Linked DNA regions of Zea mays: region 2 is linked to region 1. A link is a contact called in public Hi-C data. All regions are on one chromosome and are shown on one strand. The core of a region is the stretch at or near the end of the contact, and the rest is flanking DNA. Distances in the headings are between cores, read along the strand shown.

Evidence for each region. A called contact is a pair of places that touch in the nucleus more often than the background predicts.
Region 2: a Hi-C map of endosperm shows a contact between it and region 1, with 5 times the contacts expected there. The contact joins the enhancer-like site here to the promoter of LOC103630485 in region 1. A contact is called at or near these places in 3 of 25 Hi-C or Micro-C datasets (endosperm and leaf).

The regions. Positions count from the first base shown.
Region 1 is chr6:164,978,847-164,983,133 of Zm-B73-REFERENCE-NAM-5.0, forward strand. It overlaps LOC103630485 (U-box domain-containing protein 16), which reads left to right and starts at 2,121. Exons shown (of 1, transcript XM_008651535.4): 1 at 2,121-4,287. The coding sequence starts at 2,500.
Region 2 is chr6:165,053,917-165,058,203 of Zm-B73-REFERENCE-NAM-5.0, forward strand. No RefSeq gene overlaps it. Among protein-coding and RNA genes, the nearest start is that of LOC100216587, 26 kb to the right of the region's middle. Within about 2 kb of position 2,530, at least 16 of the 20 cell types and tissues checked have an H3K27ac peak or open chromatin away from gene starts, as enhancers often do. A contact at or near this core is called in endosperm and leaf, where this site is marked.

The sequences.
Region 1 (4,287 bases), core at 871-3,370:
TAAATACTCATGAAAGGCACTGAAGTGTGACTTATATGCTTCTAAACAGCGGGAATACCCTTTTGCAGCCTAGTATCAGCAAAGGATTTGAGTGAATCTTATTTCGCACAAAACTGTCAATTCAAGGCATAGTCCATTGTTCAGTTGTGAATGAGTGAAACTCTAATTCTAGATGGATGTTCAACTTAACAGTCTCCATCGAAACACTGGTATATCAAAGGATTGTGATTCTGATACTTCATCATTACAAATCCTAGAGTTTGGTGGGGATTGTTGGATCTTTTATGGGCTTGACCCATTTATTGAATAAACTCTATGGTGTGTAATGGTGGAGAATACCAATAGTACCACATTGGAAGTCCAAGGGTCTTTTGGCTTGACTTATATGGTGGGATTTATTCCACTTAACTTGGGAAGTCAAGAAATGGACAAGAGCGTGCCACACGCGCGCGCGCGCCGCCGCCGCCGCCGGCCGGGCCGGGCGTGGCGAGGCAGGCAGGCAGGCGAGCGGGCGGGGTGTGGTGTGGTTGTGTTAATTTTTAGCACCCACTAACCGCGTAAACCTTTCAGCTGCATGCGAGACCGTTGTCCTTCAGCTGCCCGTCTCTTGGCGTGTCGCGTGCAGACTCTTCTCCTTCAGCTTCCCTCTGCGAGAGGTTAAATAGAGGAGAACCCCTCGCACTTGACACACACGAGAACAGAACCATTTCAGAGTCACAAGTCCAGCCGCAAGTGAGGGTGTTTCCATCTCGTAGCTCTGCGCGCACAGAGAGGCGAGAGGGCAGGTGCCTCCGAAGCCCTTGCCGTTCGAGACCCTGCTCGGGGGATCGGCAATTAGGTTTTTGGGGAGCGTCTACGCGACTGCCCAACATCTGTCTTTGTCTTCATCGCTGGTTCCTGGCGTCTTCATCTCGTACCACATGACAAGTGAAGTTGGACAGGGATCTAGATCCTCGGAGCGCATGGGAGGGTATGATCAATTCATCTCCTTACTGTTTTACATTCTGCAGATTATATATGTTACATATGTTCATACCTGCTGTTTCATATATAGCCATAAATTTATCCAATGTGTTTTGTCATATTATATCATGACATGTCTGATGCCTGTTCATACTAGTAATATGATAAATTTGTTTGTCTTAATTTTACAGTCATGCTGTTTATGTTGTTGTCTGTTTATTCTCAATTGTTCTGACTGTTTATATGCTTATTATATTTATATGATTCATATGCTTTATGTTCTCATGATCCATATTGTTATGAATATATTTAAAATCACGATTTCTATGATTAAACATATTTTATGTGTCATCATCATAATGTTAATTTATGGAATTAAAATGATATGAAAAATACCTATATTTCTAACATTATGCGCCACCACTGGTCACTGCGGTCCAACTGGAGGGTACTGGCACGAACCATATCTGTCGATTCGGTGCAAAACGTGGACTTCGTGGGGGCAAACTAATACCAGTACGTGCGATGCGACATGTAGCTTTTATATCACACGATCCACCTGGTTGCATCAAGAAGCAACGCATCTGCCTCTCCTTCCAGGAGCGTAGAGCCGGTCGGGTCCTGTGTGTATGGTGTGACCGTGATCCAGAGTGTAATATTCGATTTCCACATGTGACATGGGGGAAATGAGCAACTGCCTGCACCATGGCTGGGGACTGGGCGTGGTTGCTGACAAAGGACCTGCAGGAAACTGTCCTCGCCCGTTCGAGAACAGGAATTTGTCCTGCAAACTGCAGCGCAACCTTGGAAGATTTCCATTTCCTTTTTGGTGAAAAATTGAAGCTTTCCATTTCTTATCCCGGCCTGCAACAACGAGACCATGGACGCGATCCGCTCAAACCGGTTCTAGCAGCTTTACCAACCCCTCTCCCTCAACTGCCAGACCCAAGCCGAGTCACACACGACTACACGAGGCCAAGTACCCCCGGCCAAATCCGGCCGGCCGTGCACCGAGATCGAGCGGCCAGCGTTTTGCCCCCTTTTTTTCTGTTATGGCCCAGCGCGTCAGGCTGTCGACAACATCTCGGCTTCAAACCGTTTCGCCTCAAAGATAGTGTTTTTTTTCTTTTGGTGGGAAAAAAGTAAATACTCCTACTAGTGTTGAGTTGGAGAACGACAGCAATAAAGAAAGGAAATGCACATGCCATGACATGGGTATCCATCACATCTGGGGCCACAACAGTCAGGAGGATTCCGTCCGATTTCCAGCCTCTTCAACCCCAGCTCGCGCACAACTCAACGCGCCAAGCCACCCACGCCGGCCACCCCGTATATATGCTACCCCTCCCCGCCTTCCGCTCCGTGTCTTCTCCCATCTCATCGTCCCATCCCATCTCCAACTCGTCTCACTTGTCCATCCATCCGTGTTTCTTCACCGCCTTCTCTTCGGATTGAGATTGTAATCAGAATCGGATTGAGATTGTAATCAGAATCGGATTCCATCGTTACATACTCAAGGCACATACAGCAGCACCAATGATGAGCGACGCGTGGCCGTCATCCCCCTACTCCTCGTCGGCGCCCGACGGGGAGGTCCTGCGCTCCCTGCACCGCCTGGCGCGGGACCTGTCGGCGGCCGAGGCGCCGGCGCCGTTCCTGCGGCCGGTCTTCGCAGCGGTGGCCAGGCGGGCGCGCCTGCTGGCCGCCGTGTTCGACGACCTGCTGCTGTGCGGCGCGGCCGCGGGCCCGCTGCTGCTGCTGCTGCTGCCGCGCTCCGCGTCCCTGTGCCTCCGGGAGCTCCTGCTCGTGCTGCAGCGGTTCAAGGCGCTCGTGGCCGACTGCGCCACGCGCAGCCGCACGCGCCTGCTGCTTCAGTCGGATGAGGTGGCCGCGCGCGCGCGGGAGCTCCAGCACGACCTCGCCACGCTGATCGACCTGCTCCCCGCCGCGGAGCTCGGGCTCGCCGACGACGTGTCGGACCTCCTGGCGCTCGCGTCGCGGCAGTGCCGCCGCGCGGCGGCCCCGGAGCTGGAGCTGAAGGCGGGCGTGCTCGCGCTGATCCAGGAGGTGGAGCGGGAGATCGTGCCGGAGCGGGAGAGGCTTGAGGGTATCCTGGAGGACGTGGGCATCAACGACCCCGCCAGCTGCAGCGACGAGATCGAGACCCTGGAGCGGGAGATCGGCGACCGCGTCGCCGAGAGGTGGACGTCGTCGATGATCGCCCTCGTCGGCCTCCTCCGCTACGCCAAGTGCGTCCTCTTCAGTGCCGCCACGCCGCGGCCCGTGGACTCCAAGGTGGATCTCGACGACGCGGAGCCACCGTCGCCGCCGCCGGACTTCCGGTGCCCCATCTCCCTCGAGCTGATGGGCGACCCCGTCGTGGCTTCTAGCGGTCAGACGTACGACCGTGACTCCATCACGCGCTGGTTCGGCTCTGGCAAATCCACGTGCCCCAAGACCGGGCAAGTGCTGCTGAATCTGGAACTCGTGCCCAACAAGGCGCTCAAGAACTTGATATCGCGGTGGTGCCGGGAGAACGGCATCCCCATGGAGAGCAGCGAGTCCGGGAAAGCCGAGCCGGCGCCGGCGGTAGGCGCGAACAAGGCCGCGCTGAAGGCGGCGCGCATGACCGCGTCGTTCCTCGTGAAGAAGCTGTCGGCCTCTTTCTCCCCCGAGGCGACGAAGCGCGTGGTCCAAGAGATCCGGCAGCTGGCCAAGTCCGGGTCCGACAACCGCGCGTTCATCGGGGAGGCCGGCGCCGCGGGGCTCCTCGTGCCGCTGCTCCTGTCCGAGGACTCGGCTCTCCAGCTCAACGCCGTGACGGCGCTGCTCAACCTCTCCATCCTGGAGGCCAACAAGAAGCGCATCATGCACGCGGAGGGCGCCGTGGACGCGCTCTGCCACGTCATGGGCACGGGCGCCACGTGGCGCGCCAAGGAGAACGCCGCGGCCACCGTGCTCAGCCTGGCGGCCGTCCACGCGTACCGCCGCCGGCTCGGGCGGAACCCACGCGTCGTCGAGAGCGTCGTGCGGCTCGCGCGCACGGGCCCCTCCAGCACCAAGAAGGACGCGCTCGCGGCGCTCCTGTGCCTGTCCGCCGAGCGGGAGAACGTGCCGAGGATCGTCGAGGCCGGCGCCGCGGAGGCGGCGCTGGCCGCGGTCGGCGAGGCCGAGGCCGAGGCCGCCGCGGCGGTGCTGGCGTCGCTGGCGAAGCGCGGCGGCGCGGAGGCGATCGTCGCGCTGGACGGCGCCGTGGCGCGGCTGGTGAACGAGATGCGGCGCGGCACGGAGTGGTCGCGGGAGTGCGCGGCGGCCGCGCTGGTG
Region 2 (4,287 bases), core at 1,280-3,779, 75 kb after region 1:
CGCTGGAGCTGGAACCTGGAGCCAGTCCAAACACGCCCTTAGTCTGAACTTTTCAATCCCTCCAAGACGCTCAAATATGCATTTGGAATTTATAAATCCAAGCAATGTACGTATTTCTGCATCACTTATTTGTTGAAATGTTGTGCTTTTGTAGATTAATATTCTGCAACATACAACATAGTAGGTCTAATCGTCGTCCAATAAATTTGTCTTTTAGCTGCTATGGTACCCTTTTGTCATATAGAATGTCAGAGCTTAACATCACTTCATCGCCACTCTGTTTTAATCCTATTATTGTGAATATCTTCATCAATATCACTGTCACTGTGTAGCATCAATATATATATTGCCACTGTAGCACAGGCGGTGGTATCAATATAGCGCCACAGCCTGATTTCATTACACTATTCCGTTATGATAGATGTCTGCACGCGCTACAGTTATAAACTGCACCGGCGCCGCTCACAAGGAATGGAACCGGCACCGAGGACTCCACGTGCATGCATGTTTGGTCCATTTCTAGTAGGGCTAGTATCACAGCTGGGCATACCATGCACCGAAAGCACGAACCAATACACATCAGCTACACACACCAACCTAGGACTGATGCAGAAGAACAGGCAGAGGTCAAGAATCTTTTATTAGTTGTTGCCTAACCTACGCGCTAGCTAGAGCTAACTGCTGGCCAAAACCTGGAAATGGACCGGCCTATCAGCGAAAGGGATCAGTGCCGTTGCCGAAGCTGAGAGAAGTGCTTGTCATCCATCCGCCAGCTGTAGCCTAACCAGAGCAGCTCTAGTGTACAGATTGAACCGAGCGTGAGAGAGTTCGCTTCTGTGTTTGACGGTTCGCTAGCTAGCTCCGGTGTGAGTGGTTCCTAGCTAGTTCCAGTGAAATACCGTTTTTTTTTCCTGGCTATCCTGCTGTCTCCGCCCGAGAGCTCCCAGCCTGGCCTCCCCTTCGCTTATCGTGTTCTCTCATCTCCCTACTGATTTCATTTTATTCCCACTAGTCGAATCAAGACACTGTTTGGTTCATATATTTGTAATGTAATAGATAAAAATAACGTTAGATCATATTTGTTTAAGTCAATCGTAATCGGATACCACACTAGAAATTGATACCAGCTTATTTAAATTTGTTACCGCTCGTAATCGAATGCAAATCATTACCGTTACCATTTACATAACATTTTGAAAACCAAACGGTACCTAAGTTTGGAGTTCGTTTTTGTTCTGACACCGATGGTTCGACTGTGTGCCGCGTTCGATTTGGGCCTATACACCGGAGCTGCGCTGTCAGGCGCTGCATGTATGTGCGGGGCGGATCTAAGCATACCCAGAGCTTATTTGGATCGTGCTCTCTCAGGCAGCTGCCTCCATGACAATCAATCCTGACCCAGGAACCTGCTGAAAACGGTCGCCTGAGATTGTTGTCTGGACCAGGCAGCTTCAGTGAAGACACAACCAAACAATCCCCTATATTCAAAATTCATTCTACGAACAGTGCAGAGCAGTCTACAGTGTAAAACATTTTTTTGGCCATATAGGTTATTGCTAGATACAGTGTAATGGATAGTCTAGGTAAACTCGTGACTAATATAACCTGAAATTTGACCTAAAAATAATTTAGTCTTAAATAGTTAGAAGACGATGGGTAGTTTTGATTGTACGAAGTACGAACTATGTGATTTTTTATATTTAATTTAATTTCTTTGAATTATGAATTTCCCCCCTTAAATTATGTGTTGCGTGATTTTTTTTTCCAAGTAAAACGCCATGTTTCATATAGCAATTTATAAAAAAAGCTGATGTGGTGACGAGGTGGTATAGATTCATGCTAAAAGGACAGTAACTCTCGGAAAACGTACGTGATGACAATGCAAATGCACGCGGGTTACACTTTCAGCATCCTACAGTGTGCTTCAGTTATCGCTCTGGGTTGGATGATCGAATCTCTGCACACAACAATAGCTGTTCGAGCTCTAGCTGATCCGTGACGTGCTCGAACCGTTACGACAGAAACTGACATGTGTCTTGTTAGATTCAAATTTTGAATAATCGTCGCATGAGGCTTGACGCGTGAGTTGTTCTTGTATATATGAAGTAAGGTTGTAGTCATATATGTAACACAAAAGACTTTGGGTACTTTGAAATGAAATGAAAAATAAGGAGAAATTTTCACTCTTGCTGATATAGATATACTCTATATAGGAGATATATAGAAATAGATATAGGTTTATATAGATAATATAATGTATACAGGAGACATAGATATATATAGGTTTATATAGATTTATAAAAGATATATAGAGATTCATCAAATGTGGTCATACTATGTGTTATATGCAGCAGAAACGAAAAGACAGCAAACTGTACGCAAAATAACCCTTGTCATGCAAAAAGAAAGTTCCTTTTTGTGCGCAAGTGTAACAAACAATGGCTGATCAAGGATGGCATCAGTCAGTACGCGTGGAGTTTCCGGGCACGGCGCCGTAGAGATCGATAGATATACGTATACGCGTGTTTCGCTACAGCCTAGCTACACGCATACAGTTGGCCAGCATCCAGTAAAAAGTCGTCCGTCTTTGTCAGAGTTAGTTAGACACTACGCTACAAAAATACACGTACGTTCAGTATGACATCACATCGCTTATCAGTCTATGCATCTTTGTGTAGACATCTTGATCATTGGAAAAGAAAAAGGTCATCAGAAACAAAACAAAACAAAAAAAAACAAATAATGCTTAGCTGCCATGCCCTTGACCAAATTACCTGACGTCCAGGTACGGTCCAGCAGCCTTGCACCTCACTCACACTCACTCACGCGCTCGCCGCTACGTACGTGTATGTAAAACACCGCCCTCGTCACGCGAATGACAGGCACGCCACGTTAGCGGCGCAACGAGACGACGTCGCGTCATCAGAAGTGGCCAGTGCGACCACACGCCAACGGGAAAAGTGGAACCGACAAAAGCCAACAAGAACGGACACACACAGTTCACACGCACGTACGCGCGCGCGGGACGACGGCCGGCGAACTCTCGCTCGCCGGCCAACACTAGAGGCGTCAGCATCCGCGACCGCGAGATTTCACGTGATCGGGCCGGCCGGCCTGGAGGCTGGAGGTGGAGCGATCTCACACGGAAAACCACGGGGCCGGGCGGTCGGTCGCCACGACCCCCTCGCGCGCCGTCCTGTCCGACGTAACCCGACGCGGGCGCACCCCATGCGTCGCCGCTTGCCGTCCCCCAGCCCCAGAGCGCGGTGCGGTGCTGCTGTGTTTGTCATGGCTCATGGACCCATGGACGACAGGCGAGGCGACCGATACGGTTCCAATCCTCAGCGCAACTGCTGACTCGTGAGCCGCAGAGCCGTCGAGTCCGGTGCACGGAAACGGAGGCAGCGCAGACAATGCTCGGATTGGAGCAGCTGAGTTGAGCACGAAAGGCCCGGAAGGAAAGGATCGCGTACGTTGCGAACACAATCTGGGTTTCTTGTACTCCGTGTCTCTGACATTGGCTATAATTGACCTACACGCTTTTTGCATTGTGACTTTCTAAAAACACACACACATATGGGCGCGAGTTGTTCCCCTTGGCGGGTGCCGGCGCAGACAATCCGCGGTCTAAGATAAGATGGTCCGCGATCTAACAGCATGAATGGGTTCCCTGCGCTGAGCCGGACGGTCCACGTGTGCATAAGACTGGCGGTGTTCGCCAACAACACCTAGATCTTGCCCCCGTGAGTGACTTCGTCAAGGAGGAGAAATCTTAGGGTTTGTCTTAGAAACGGCAGGTCACCCAAGACATCTCTAGACAACGTCGAGTTGCAGGGAGGTGAAAGATTAAGATGAAGAAGACTACATTAGTGGCTACCCCTATGGTAAGAAAGTAAAGATATTGATAAATAGGTTGATTGATTTGATTGATGGTGCCAGCAGTCGACAGTACCCCTTCATATATATAAGGGATGTCTGGATCCGTTCCTAGGAGTTCCCCAACATAATCTGCGGGTTTAGATGGATAAACACGCGTGGAAAACATGTTAATTACGCCTAATCTGATCTAATTGTGAACCGTCCGCACCTAGGGGCAAATGTTCGGCCGTACCTAGTATCACAAATGATGCTCAATAGTGTATATTAGGAGCCCTGTTCTTCCAATAGCTTGGAGGAAGCCCTAGCCCAACGTTGCTATTCGGTTCAACCGCACGAGGTTCAGTCGTCTATAAAAGGAGCCCAGGCCACTAGGGTTTAGTTTTTGATGTCCCCACCCCGACACACGAG